3 separate regions of the Anas platyrhynchos genome follow, and all the other regions are linked to region 1. The links are chromatin contacts, called in public Hi-C maps. All regions are on one chromosome and are shown on one strand. The core of a region is the stretch at or near the end of the contact, and the rest is flanking DNA. Distances in the headings are between cores, read along the strand shown.

Region 1 (4,454 bases), core at 631-3,130:
CACGGGAATGTCACTGAAAACACTTGGCTCCCAAACACAGCATTGTTCTTCCCCTTACCCCATTCACAGATCCTGACCAGAACATCCCAATCAAGCTTTAAATGTTTTCTAGCAAATCCAGCAAGCAGTACCACAGTGCTATTTGATCTCCCATCTCCCCGAACACACACGTGCACACACTCGCATGAAATCCATATGTCGCGAGGCCCTGCCAGCGCCTCTGCGCAGCTCACGGAGGCAGCCCTCATGGCAGCGTTTCCTCCATGTCCGAAAGCTTCCAGCACTGGATACAGCCCGGACAAAGTGGCCTCTGCCACACCAAAATAGCCGAGAAGGGTGATGAGGAGCTGAATGCTAATTGCCAGTCACACCATCGCAGCTGGGATGTCCCCTTGCTTGGACTTCACCACCCGCACGTGGAGCCCACCTCACCAGTGCTGCACTTCTGGGTGCCACCAGCTCCAGACATCTGTCAGCCTCCATCACCCCTCTGCCCTGCCGGGCACCCACATGCCCCCATAGTTTTTATTTTGCCTCCTCTCCCCACCCCACCTTGCCTTTCTGCCCCACCGCCTCATGCCCTGTGGCCATCTTGGCCACAAAGCCACAGCGGCGCCATCTTCTCCCCCGCAGCCCCAGTATGGGAGAGCGGAACATGGCGGCCGCGGCCCCGCTGAGGGAAAGGCGGCATGGCAGGGGCTGTTCCGAGGAACGCTGCATGAGCAATATAAGAGAGAGGGAAAGAAAGCGAGCTAATTAAAGACACGTGATAAAATCATGAGAGTTTTAGCCACATTGAATATCCAATTAGGTCTATTAGCCTTTGGGCCACAGCTGCGGAAAGGGATCCTCAGTCTGGCAGAGGTTGGCGGTCCCCTTCCAACACCCGCCTGAGGGCCCTGAGAGACACCAGAAGCGCTGATTGCAGCTCTTTTTTGTGTGCCCACCCCCCATTCGTCCTAGGACAGCACAGCCCCATGGCCACTAGCTTGGCCGCGTCCCTCCTCCATCCCGGCCACCCCACAGGCACGCGGTGCCCATTGACAGTGCCACCAGTGTGCACTCCCAACAGCACTATTAGCTCTTAAAAAGTGTTTTTAATTCATTCCTTTTTTTTTTTTTTTTTTTTTTAAAGTCTGTGCAGACATTTGCTTGCATTGTTTATAGCCAACACTCCAGCGTGTGCTGGCACACACACACAAAGGCAAAAAGAAAAACAACCCGACAACTGAATGGACTGGGAGCAAACAGGAACTGCAGCCCCGGCCGTGAGAGCGGGGTAATAAAACTCGGCCCGTGCTGTATTTTGTGCAGGGTTATTGCCTGCTCTGCTTGCACGATCAACAGCGAGACGTGCAAAGAGCACAGGAGAGCGCGCAACTTGCTTGTAACTCTGCACGGCCAGGCAGGAAGGGGCTTCTTTGAAAGCAGCCCTTCATGCCGCAGACCCAAAGCAGCATTTTTTTAACCCCATTTTACCCCTTTGGAAACCCTGTCCCAACAGCAGCAGCAGCACGACCCAATCCCCACTTCTTTTTTCAGGGGAAAAAAAAACAAAACACAGAAAAACAGAAAGGGGGGTGAAGGGGCACAATAGCATCGTTCCCACCGCGGGAAGGGAAGGGAGGGCTTTCAAACTTCTCCTTATTTTTAGCCAGGAGGAAGGAAGCACGGCGGCGGCGGAGGAAATCGGGGAAGGGCGATGCGAGGGGAGCGGAGGCTCCGGGATGGGGGGGGACCGGCGGAGGGCGGCCGGGGGCTGGCGGCGCAGGTAGCGCGGGGGCGGGCAGCGCCGGGCCGGGCCGGGCCGAGCCGGGCCGGGGCAGGGCTGGGCTGGGCTGGGCTGGGGCCGGCGCGGGGAGCCGAGGGGAGGGGAGCCGAGGGGAGGCGGAGCCGGCCGGGGGGTGGCCGTAAGGTGAAGGTTGTTGCAGTGGGTTCATTAAAAGACAGAGTTCAACTCCTCGCCGCCGCAGAGAGAGCACGAGAGCGGCTGGGGAAGGGAGGGTGAGAGGAGAAAAAGAAGGAAAAAAAAAAAAAAAAGGAAAAAAAGAAAAATATTGAAGAGTGAAAACCGGCAGGTCTTTCTTCGAGCGTACTCCGAGAGGAAAGGGCAGTGCCGAGCCCGAGGAGGAAGGATGATCGGCGCGGCGGCCGTGTGGCTGCTGGCGCTCTGCCTGCACGCTGCTGCCCTCCCGGTGAGCCCGGCGGCGGGGGGCTGCGGGGCTGGGGGGCGCTGCCTCGGCCGGCCGGGCCGGGCTGCTGCTTTGGGAGGGGATTCAATGGCCTTTTGTGCTGGCGGGAGCCTTAATTCAAAGCAGCCCCGCTGCTGCTGCTGCTGCTGCTGCTCCCGACCTGCCGGCGGCTCCGCCCCGCTGCGAGGCTCCGAGCACGCCGCGGCCACCCGCTGGCTCCCCCCTTGGGCTCTCGGGGCTGGGGGTGAGCCTCGCATCGGGCTCTTTGTGGTTTGGGAGGTCCCTTTGTGGACCTCTTTCTGGCCCGGGCAGCGGGTGGCGGTGTCCTGCTGGGGATCCGGAGCCTCCTGGGGCCGTCCCCGGCTCGCTGTGCTCTTCCTCCCAACTCCGGAGCTCCAGGAGGGGCTCCGTGCCCCGGGCAGCTCGGGGGGGAGGAGGCCCGGTGGGGCTGCAGCCTCGGAAAGCCCCGGCTCCCTGCCGCAGCAGCAGCCGCCAGATGTCATCCGCGACTAGAGGAGAGGACGGCTGGCCCGGCGCTGCCCGGCGGGGCTCTGGCCGCAGCAGCCTCAGCTCCTCGTGTGGGAGCTCTCCGGGTGGTTTGTGAGGGGTGGGAGCCCTGCTTGGCACCCCCCGAGGGGCACACAGCCACCCTTTCCTCGCACCGTGAAGGGTGCTCGCTCCCCAGGTGCTCGCATGCATCGTTTGGGAGCCCTCAGCCCCGCCGAGCAGCGGGGAGCAAGCAGAACCTGAGGCTTCGCGTGGGCAGGAGCACGCGAATCAAAGCACGCTTCCCTTTTTTATTTTATTTCGTTCAGAAAAGGTGTAATTGATTTGAAACTGGTCTGGAGACGATCTGCAGCGGTAGTTGGATAAGGAGTGGCAGAACAAAGTGCACAGCAGGACCGAGGCCGCTCAAAATACCTGCGGTTTTGCTGTGCTGTCCTGCCTGTGAGCTCTGCCCGTAGATGTGGCCATCCAGCCGGCTAGCACACATGGTCCTGAGTAGTTAGTCCGTGAGGTGGCCAAAAATGACAAGCACGTGAGCGTAATCAGCCCTGCCTCGTGGGGAGAGGGCTCTGCTCGTCACTGCTGAACGAGCTTGCTAATGAATAACGTGGAAAAACTGCAGTTTACTTGCAGCCTCTGCAGCGCGTTTGGATAAAATTACCCAGTGATAAATGTTTCTTATTAGAAATGGTAAAGGCATGCAGTGAACGCTCGTCTGGAGTTTTCCTGTGCGTGGGGAGACGGCCTGGCTGATGCTTCAGGTTGAGGGAGGTCCTGGTGAGCAAGAGGAGTCCTCGGGGCTCTCTCGGTGGTGACTCAGCGCTGAGGCTGGTTCCCTCCTGGGCATCACGTGGCCGCCTTCCCATGTCGAAATGTCAGTGACACAGATGAGGCTGCCTTTCCCACCCAGCTGGAGCAATTAGGCTTTAGCATCAAGTGGCTGTGCTGGGTGTTGAGTGGAGAAAGCAGAGTGACCTTACGCAGCCCTTTGCATGTGGCAGGTCACGGCATTAAGGGTGCTGGTGTGGGTGTGCTGGGCTCTTGGTGGTTGGTTATAGGAGGGTGTCCCACTGCCTCTGGCACATGGCTTGACCCTTGGCTATTACTGCAGGACTTAACTAAGCAGCAGGAACAAGAATGTGGCCAAATTATAGCTGTTTTCTTTCAGAGCATTCTTAAGAGAATGAATAGTTGTGGGTTCCTTTCCTTCCTCAAGATAACACTTTGCTACTCAAACATCCCATATGAGATTAAAATTCCTCTTTGAAACGATGGGGGCATTGAATTTCTTGAAATAAGAAGGCTGATGCATTTTAATGGATTAGCTTGGTTGTTGTCCCAAAGGGATGTTTCTGTGGGATATAGCCCTGCCGCAAAGCCAGCTGAGCGTGGAGGAGGACAGTGGACAATCCAGCCTGCACCTTGAGGAGAAGGGGGTTTCGGTTGTTTCACCTGGTGTGGGTGCGTGCTGGCGGTTAACGCAAGCTTAGCAGGGCAGGCAGAACCCTTTTTCCAAGGGTGATGTCATTGCTATCTGAATGCAAGCTAATTAGAAGAAATTAGGTAGCCTGGCTTGCTTATTAAACATGTAGGCAGTGGATAAGAAGGAAACACTTTCTTCTGTAGAAGCACCTACAGAACGGCGTCACATTATTTATCAAGTACTGCAAACAGCACTTCTCCTTCTGAGCCTCGCTTGCTGGTGGCTCCCTCCCTGAAAAGAGTGAGTCAGCTCCGATGAGAGCAGAGAGCGGT
Region 2 (4,057 bases), core at 1,085-3,584, 140 kb after region 1:
AAGGCCTTCAGAGCAGCTGTTACAAATAAAACTTGCCTGTCTCGACACAGCTGCAGTTTTCTAAACTGTCAGCTCAGGGAAGCTGATAAAAATGTATTAAGTACTGCAAAGAGGTCTTCTTGCTGCCCCTCAGAAGGTGTTTTTGCTGAGTCAGTTTAAAAGCTTCCTCTGTACATCTCTGCCTTGTTTGAAATCACTCATTTTTCCATCTCATCTGGTGCTGTTGATTAAACATGAGTGAGCCTGCAGATGTTCAGGGCACTTCTCTTAGCTACATTGGGTGAATCCTTAAGTCTCTTGCAAACACACTAAGCCAAGATCTTGTAATTTCTATGAAATATTATTAAAATAATTTTGTTCCTTGTTCTTTTCTTTTTTCTCCACAATTTTTCATTTTTTTCAATATACAATAAAAATTAAAAATAGAAATAAAAGTATATGTTTTAATTTTGGCTAGAAAACTCTGCTTTTTGTAGAATGAAAACTCTTGCTCAAAACAACACTTTTGCTTTTTTTTTTTTTTTTTAATTGTAATCTCTTTTATCACAAGACTAGATAGACACAGAAAAAGTCCCAAAGCCTGCCTTAATCATTTCAGCGCCTCAAAAGACTAACTCCACATGCATAACCAGGCAGATTCAAATATGGTCCATCAGGCACTGAGGAGTGAATCTATTTTACCAGTGTACGGCAGTGCTGTTTGATTTGTGACAAATAGGTGGTTCCGGCTCCTGATTATTGGGCTGCCTTTCTGAGCCTGAGTGGAGAATAACTTCCTATCAGACTTTTGCCATTAGTTTCAGTCATGCCTAAATAGAAAAATATTTTCTTGGGCTTGCAATAAAATTTCAGGCTTTCCATATAACATGGCATCATGATAACTTGTGCTATTTTCATAGACCAATGCTGTAAGGGAGATGCTGTCAGATAAGCCCATATTAATATTAGAAAAAGATCTAATATGGTGATGCTTTTCTTTGATGATAAATGCAATTGCAGGCCAGCCACAGTAATTGTCTTTATTTTGTGGGGAAAAAAAATAGAAAGAAATAGTGCAAGGCAGTAATCTCACAGTCAATTAAGCAATGCTGAGTCCTGAAATGGTCTTTCAGTTTACATTTCCCTGCCAAAAAGAAAAAATAATTACTTTACATGCACTAGAATAATGATATTTATTTATGATCTGAGGTATAGATTGTATGCTTTGTAATAGTTCAGATCTGAAGATACACAGATTCATTTTAGGAACAGAGAGATCAAGACAGCATAACATTAAAAAACAAATATCAAATTAAAATGTCATAAAAGTAATAATTTAACTCCCAGCTTTTCACTTCAGAGGAAGACCCCATCTCGGGCGGCTTTGCGCAGGACTGCTCAGTCATCATTTTATGGCTCCAGACAGGTACAAGATAGGTATATTCCTGTAAGATATCAGTATTGGGGCTAGGAATAGAAAAACTGACATTTTGGAGGCTTCAGACTGTGATATCAGTCAGTGCTGAACACCAGACTTGAGATCAGCAGGACGAGAGAGGCAGTCAGAGGACAGGTAATCTGGGGGATCCATGTTTAAATGGGACCTTCCAATCCCAACAATAGTCCTTCAAGTACCACCATACCCCTGTGTCCCTTTCCTGTGCATTTAGTATTTCTCCTTTCTTCCCATAGAAAGGAGAAATTCCCTTTTCTTCTTCCCATAACACCTTCTCCACCTTCCAGTGGGAAGTGTCCCTGCCCATGGCAGGGCAGTTGGAACTGGAAGATCTTTAAGGTCCCTTCCAACCCAAAGCATTCTGTGGTGCACTTTTAAAACCTAAACCTGCTCAGAACCAACAAGAATTAGACCCAGGACACGCAAATATTTAGTCTTTCTTCCCTGAGGCATGGATAATTCAATGGAAGGGTCACTAACGAGCTTTCCCCTCTTGCTTCCTTGCACTGGTACACGTTGGGCTGACCGTTTGCCAGGGTCAGTCTGAGCATGGAGCAGTGCTCAGGAGACAGAAATCTGTGGGGAAAAAAAAACAGCTGTGAAATAAAGCTATGACAGAGAAAAGCCATTCCCTTTTTAACTTCTTCTCTGTGCTGGATGCAACGAATGCAGCTTTTTATGCTGTTCTACGTAAATAAGATTTAACTACTGTCTTCTTGTGTAGGCCAGGCTCAGAGACACGCTTCGAGGTAGGGGCTCATCGTGTTCCCCCCGTGCTGTTCACTTCTTAGCCCTCAGGAGCCGTCCCTTTAGCTTGGCCAAGACAAAATACAACTTGTCACTTTAAAAGCAGCTCTGCCACCTTGAAAAACGCGACTTTCTGAGACTATCGCCCGCATTTACACATCAGGCGTGTGGAGAAATTTCTCCTCGGAGCAAAGCAGAGAGGCGTGCGGTTTGAGGCACTCTGCGTAGCCGTAATAAGCGTTTATTTCTCTGAGGATCGCTGCTAGATGAGAACTCATCATCTCTCGTAACCATCACGGGGAGGCTGCTCGATAACGAGACCAAGCGACACATCTGCCGGGACCGTCGCCTGCCATTTATTTCCCTCAGACGAGATTAATTCCGCGCGGCGACCTCCTTCCCCCACCCACCCCAGCCCCTCCAACACACGCTCCCCGGCTTCCAGCCCCTTCCACCGGGGCCAGGGGCCGCAGCCCGGCTCCCTTTCAGCCTGCTGGGCTCCGGCTGCCCGGCGGGGAGCCGTGCCGGGGGCCATGCTGGTGCCGGCGCTGGGCGCCGAGGAGCCGGGGCTGGCGGAGGGCCGGGGCCCCATGGCCGCCCTGCCCGCCCTGCTCTGGCCGCTGCTGGCCCTGGGGGCGGCGGCGGCGGCGCTGCTGCTCCGCAGGGGGCTGCGCCGAGGCCCAGCCACCGAGGAGAAGGAGGAGGAGGAGGAAGAGGAGGAGGAGGAGGAAGAGCCCAGACAGCAGCGGGAGGATGCGAGGAGCTCGGCGCAGGTAAGGGAGGTGGAGGGGGGCATGAAGCGTGCTGCCCGGCGGCACCCCCCTCCGGCAGCTTTCCCTCTCGACTCATCCCTTTGGGGGGCTGGGGTTCATCCAGAGACCCCCGGGGCAGGAGAAGCTCCCCTGGGGAGAGAGAAGCCCCCCTGGGGCAGGAGAAGCTCCCCTGGGGGGCACCGAGCTCCCCACCGAGCTCCCCCCTCAGCTCCGGGTGCAGCACCCCGGGGTGCTGCCCGCCTGTCTGGCTCCACACGGGCTTCATCCCTCCTGCAAAGAATTAAGAAACTCCAGATAATGCCCGCCACAGCGCGACGGAGGACATCGGCAGAGTCCCTCTGCCCTGTTGTTAATAAAGAATACTAATTATTTGCCTTTACTCTCAATCAGAGCTTCATTACGACTGCATTAATACATGGTAGTAGATGCAAGGTGCATTAATGACCGCTGGCCATTGATGACCACCTTGCTGCGTGTACGTTGAGGGTTTGATGCGATGTGCTGTGATGAAGTTTCCGTATGACATTGTCACGGTTGGCTGTGTCTCTTTGACTTGCTGCAAGCAGCAGAAAATCGAAGCAAAAATTACCAAAAAAAAAATCACACACTGGGATATTGCGGTATGGAAAGCAAGGTAAGTTCTCAGGAGAACACACTGAGCAGAAGTAAGTCTATTTAAAATGAATACATCAAGCATTTCCAACACTTGTACCTGTTACTATATCTTCTATCTTTTTCTTCTGAGATAGGCAAAACAAAATGAATTTGCAAGGCTTTTTTTTTTAGGTGGGCTATAAAATAAGTGGTTTTGTTCTTCATGACTTCAAATGTGTCAGGCTTCCCATCATAACACTAGTTTTCAGGGGTTTATTACTTTGCCATAGAAATTCAATTTTTTATTTTTATTTTTTATTTTTTTGGTTTTTCATCACTGTGAGCAGAACCTCGGCCTGACAGCATACACATCCTTGAATTAGTGAAGAGCAATTAAATGAAACAGCAGTCCTCATAGACCTAGCTGTGTCAAGGGATGAAGAAGGATTTCAGAAACAATTTAATTATGGTTTTATAATCATTGATACTACTTAACTGTAGAACAAGT
Region 3 (4,276 bases), core at 153-2,652, 230 kb after region 1:
AAATGACTTCCTTGTCCTATGGAATGGGTATGAAATGCTGTGGTATTTTTTAGTCTCATAATTGAGATGACACTAAATGAGAAGATAATTTTAGTCACATCAATTTGATTCCCTCTTGCCACCTTTTACAAGCGTGGTGTTACATCAGAATCTTCAGGAATAAAATGCTCAGGAAATTCAATACACAAATTTTACAGTGGATGGATTGGAAAAAAATAAACAACCGAGAACTGAAGTTAGTGGATATGGTGGTGATGTGCATGGGTTGTTGTGTGGTGTCTCCCCACCCTTGTGCCCCATAAGATGTCTGTATTGCTTACTAGTCTCCTGGACTTCCTTGACAGGTGGGATTGGGCTGAGGGGAGGAGGAATTAGGGACTCATAGGGCACATTTTAACTCATTTTACAGCTGTCATCTAAAATAAGTTGCATGAATCATTCCTGAAAGAGGCCTGTTCCCTCTGCATTGGATACAAAGAAGCCCAGGGCAACCAGCTCTTCTCTGTCAGAGATATCTAAAATTAGATGAGATGATCCCACTCAAACAGTTAAAATTAGCTTTGTGTGTACATCTCTAACTCTGCTTTTAAACTTTCAATTTTCTTGTGTTCTGTTTATGTGAGCTTTCTAAATCTATCTGTGATTGTTTATAATGTCAATAAATAAAATTAAGGTAGCAGTTTCTTTGTTTTCCCCCATTACTACCTGTCTCCTACAACCATCTCTACAAAACAATCTTTTCCAGTGGTTGAAGACAGTTAGAGAAATGACACTTAAGAGTTACAGTTGTTGCAACAGCATTTGAATTTTCCTGAGGAGATGAAACAATCTGGAAGAAGCTTCTCTCTTTCCTTTAGCTTAATTAAGTTGTCCATAATCTGCTACCGTTCCCTCTGGTGTTAGACGATTTAGTACATAGGCTGACAACGCTCTCTGCTAGTGTAAGTTCATGTGTGAAAATCCTTACAGTCTTCATCCTCACAGAAGGATAAATACTTGAGGTTAGGACTATTTGCATTCTTGAGGAATCCTGAAGAATTTTTATAGTTTCAGTAGTTCAGATGTAACAAGCAAGTCTTTCATTTGCATATAGCAACCACAGCCAAAGATTCAACTTTATTTTTAATACATACATCCTGTAAGACTTTAAAAGTAAGCCCACCAAACTTAGAGAAGGGATTGAAGGTAAAGTGAAAAGCCAAAGTGTAAGTTCAAACGCTTTCAGAAGACATTGTGTTGGTTTTATCATAGTTGCTTTCCTTTGTTGTTCCGTTATGGAACAACTTGAAATATTTTCCTGGCACAAACTGACCTTACGCGATATAGGTATTTGTATGCAGTCCAAGTCTGCACATACAGTATACTGCACTGTTTGTCACAGTGCTTCTTGGTAGCAGAAGGTATAATTGTTCCAGTTGGACAGGGTGCTGAACTTAAGCAGCTGGCTTGCCTTGTTAAGGACAGTATAGAGCAGAGACCTTGCACAACTTTGAAGGCTGTAACTTAACTCCCTGTTTTTTTCCCCACTTTGTTCATAACTTATAAGAAAATAATTATAACCTTGTCGATAAATGAAGAAAATCAGCTTTTACATTAATTATAATTATTTCATCAGGTGAGAATAATTACTCATAAGATATAAGCGCTATGAAAACAAAATTAACATATCTCTTACCCATGATTATTGGAGAGATGGTTTTGACTTGTGAAAAATATGCTGTCTGTGAAAATCTTGTTTCTTTTCTTTCCAAAACAATTTTTCATTTTTTAATGAAGGAATAAATCTCTGCCTTTAGTTCAGAAAATAATTTGTTAACTTGTTTTGAGCTCTTCTTTAAAAATTATAAGTACCATCTTTCATATATGTTTAAAAATGCTGATATTGACACCTTATTTAATTTGATTTATTTGATCTTTCACAAATGTTTGTGAAAAATGCCTTCCCATGTGATAGGAAGTTCCTTAACAGACCACTTGGTATTTCTGTGCTCCTGCTTACTTACTGCTCCTCTTAAGTGAGTGCTCTTGACTCCTGTGAGTCTAAACTATATTTTATGATTGTGTTGATTATTGCATACTGAACAGAAAGTATCTTTGGCTTTTCCAGACTGCCTCTTGTTGAAATAGTGAACACCTGATGCTCTACTGAGCATAAAGATTTTACTTCTCCTTGAGTCTTCAGTGTCCTGCAGGACTCTTGGGCTGCAACTTGGTAGGAAATTGATAGTGGAGAAAAAAAAGACTGCTAATCAAGGGATGTTAAGTAGCTGACAAAGCATTTGAATTATGTGTCTGAGAATGTGTGTTAAAACACAATTTGTATGCATTGTTAATTCTTATAATATCTTATTAAATTGTTTCAAAAAGTGATCTCCTAGTGATAAGGTAACTGACAGTGTGTAATGTTTGATTTGTCCTCAGGAGATGCAAATCTTACATTGTTTGGCTCAAAACCCAGTAGTTTAAGAAGGACTAACAAAAACTCGGATTATTCCCTTTATTCTGATAAATTATTAATTATGTCATTACCTTCCTAATGTTTACTTTTGCTAATGGTGGCTAAAAGGGATTAATCGGTCATTATGTGGTGGAAGGTTATTACTTTGTCCTTATTCTTTCTGTAGACACTGATTGATGGTTACACCTTAAAGCCCTACCTCATTTTCCTCTTTATTTTGTCCAAAGCATCTTTCTTCCTTTGTTTGCCGTGCTGTGTTAATAGCGTCCTCCAGAATAGCTAGTGTTTGCTAGCCTATAAATTAAACCTTTTTTAATTGTCTAGCATAATATCCCATCCTACAAAGGTACAAAAATTAACCAACACTTCCTTCTGTGCTTGTTTCACAGGCTTACAGACCTTTTGTCAAAGTCCTTTCACGAGTAACTAAACATAAATTACAGGAGGTTAAATATCTTCTTATATAATATATTTTTAACGGAAACAACAGATGGTATCTGCTAAGAAAATGTCACTCGGGCTGGATTATGTCATCTTACACATGCTTAGGAGCATTGACAGTTAAGTGTTATCTTTCACACGTGTATTAGTGCCCAGTGAAATGAATAAAACGGGCTTCTCAGCATATGGGCAGACTAGAGGCAGAGAGCTGAAGGAGACATGGCCTTGCTGTGATAGAACAGAATAGTTCACTTGGAAGGGACCTTCAAAGATCCAGTCCAACTGCCGGGCCACTTCAGGGCTAACCAGAAGTTAAACAATCTTAATGAGGGCATCATCCAAATGCCTTCTGAACGCTGGGTGTCAACCACCTCTGTCTTGCCTCCCTCCTAGCCACTTTAACAAGGGTGGCTGAGCTACATGTGAAACAGCACTTGAGTTGCTTTCACTTACAGTTGGTCATTTTAAAGTTGATCATTTTTGCAAGTGAATTGTAGAATTTCTTAGCGTTCTGTAAACTGTGGTAATTCAGGAGTTGTTCTGTGTGCAGTTCAGTTGTCCCTGCTGTTGCCCGATATTTTCTTCTCTACGTGTCTCTCCTCTAGAGACATTTGAATGAAGCTCTAAAATTAGGTAGATCTTACTGTTTGGCCTGAGTTGGTTCCAGTTTTCAGGATTTTGCAGCTATAACAGAGGCTTGTGTGAAAACATAGTTTACTCCTGTGTGTCGCTGTCAGATCACTTCCTTTCCATCAGATTTAGGTGGGATTACTTGTCTCTCTCATGTTTGTATATCCTATTCCATACAATAAAAAGTATCTCGGCTTTTTCATGCAGTAAAGTACTATAGTCACAGATAGTGTATTTTCCCTCTACTATTTTTTAAGAAGATTAGACATGAAAGTGGGTGTTCTCTCACTGTTTCTTGGATATCTAAGAAAATAAAGCTGCTTTCTTTGAGGGAAGAGGTGTTGTGATGGAACAGTGAAGAGAAATGAGTGTTAAAGAGAATCATAAGGGCCCTAGAAAATGTAGAGGGCAGTTGTTTCACATGCTGCCATTGTTTTAGTGGCATAGTGTAGTTAATTGGATCACTGAAAAATACAACACCTGTTTAAATATATTTCATACATATTTTGAAAATCTGAAAAATAAGACCTTAATACTGAAGTTAGCTATGCCCAGTATCAATGGAAAGAACTACAGAACTGAAGTCCATGTTTACCATGGAAGCTGCTATGCAGTAGAAATGCTGAGCAGAGAAGTTTCCAGATGTCTTGCCGCCTTCTGACTTAATGTGCTTGCTTTTCTGTCTGCTTGAGTAAGAGTACAAATTCTTCGAAGAGCACTGATGCCTAACTTCCAAAGATTAACTGC

What was found. Hi-C and Micro-C count contacts between places; a contact is called where the count stands out from the background.
Region 2: a contact with region 1 is called in a Hi-C map of subcutaneous adipose tissue, with 2.3 times the contacts expected there. The contact joins the promoter of LOC106015540 here to the promoter of SDC1 in region 1. A contact is called at or near these places in 6 of 8 Hi-C or Micro-C datasets (F1 follicle, F5 follicle, liver and 2 more).
Region 3: a Hi-C map of subcutaneous adipose tissue shows a contact between it and region 1, with 3 times the contacts expected there. The contact joins the enhancer-like site here to the promoter of SDC1 in region 1. A contact is called at or near these places in 3 of 8 Hi-C or Micro-C datasets (F1 follicle, liver and subcutaneous adipose tissue).

Annotation. Positions count from the first base shown.
Region 1 is chr3:110,722,838-110,727,291 of IASCAAS_PekinDuck_T2T, reverse strand. It overlaps SDC1 (syndecan 1), which reads left to right and starts at 1,880. Exons shown (of 5, transcript XM_027455302.3): 1 at 1,880-2,195. The coding sequence starts at 2,136.
Region 2 is chr3:110,583,940-110,587,996 of IASCAAS_PekinDuck_T2T, reverse strand. LOC106015540 reads left to right here and starts at 2,334. Exons shown (of 12, transcript XM_072036479.1): 1 at 2,334-2,955. The coding sequence starts at 2,716.
Region 3 is chr3:110,496,212-110,500,487 of IASCAAS_PekinDuck_T2T, reverse strand. All of the region lies in intron 11 of WDR35 (WD repeat domain 35), which reads left to right. Among named protein-coding and RNA genes, the nearest start is that of WDR35, 16 kb to the left of the region's middle. Within about 2 kb of position 1,402, at least 1 of the 8 cell types and tissues checked has an H3K27ac peak or open chromatin away from gene starts, as enhancers often do.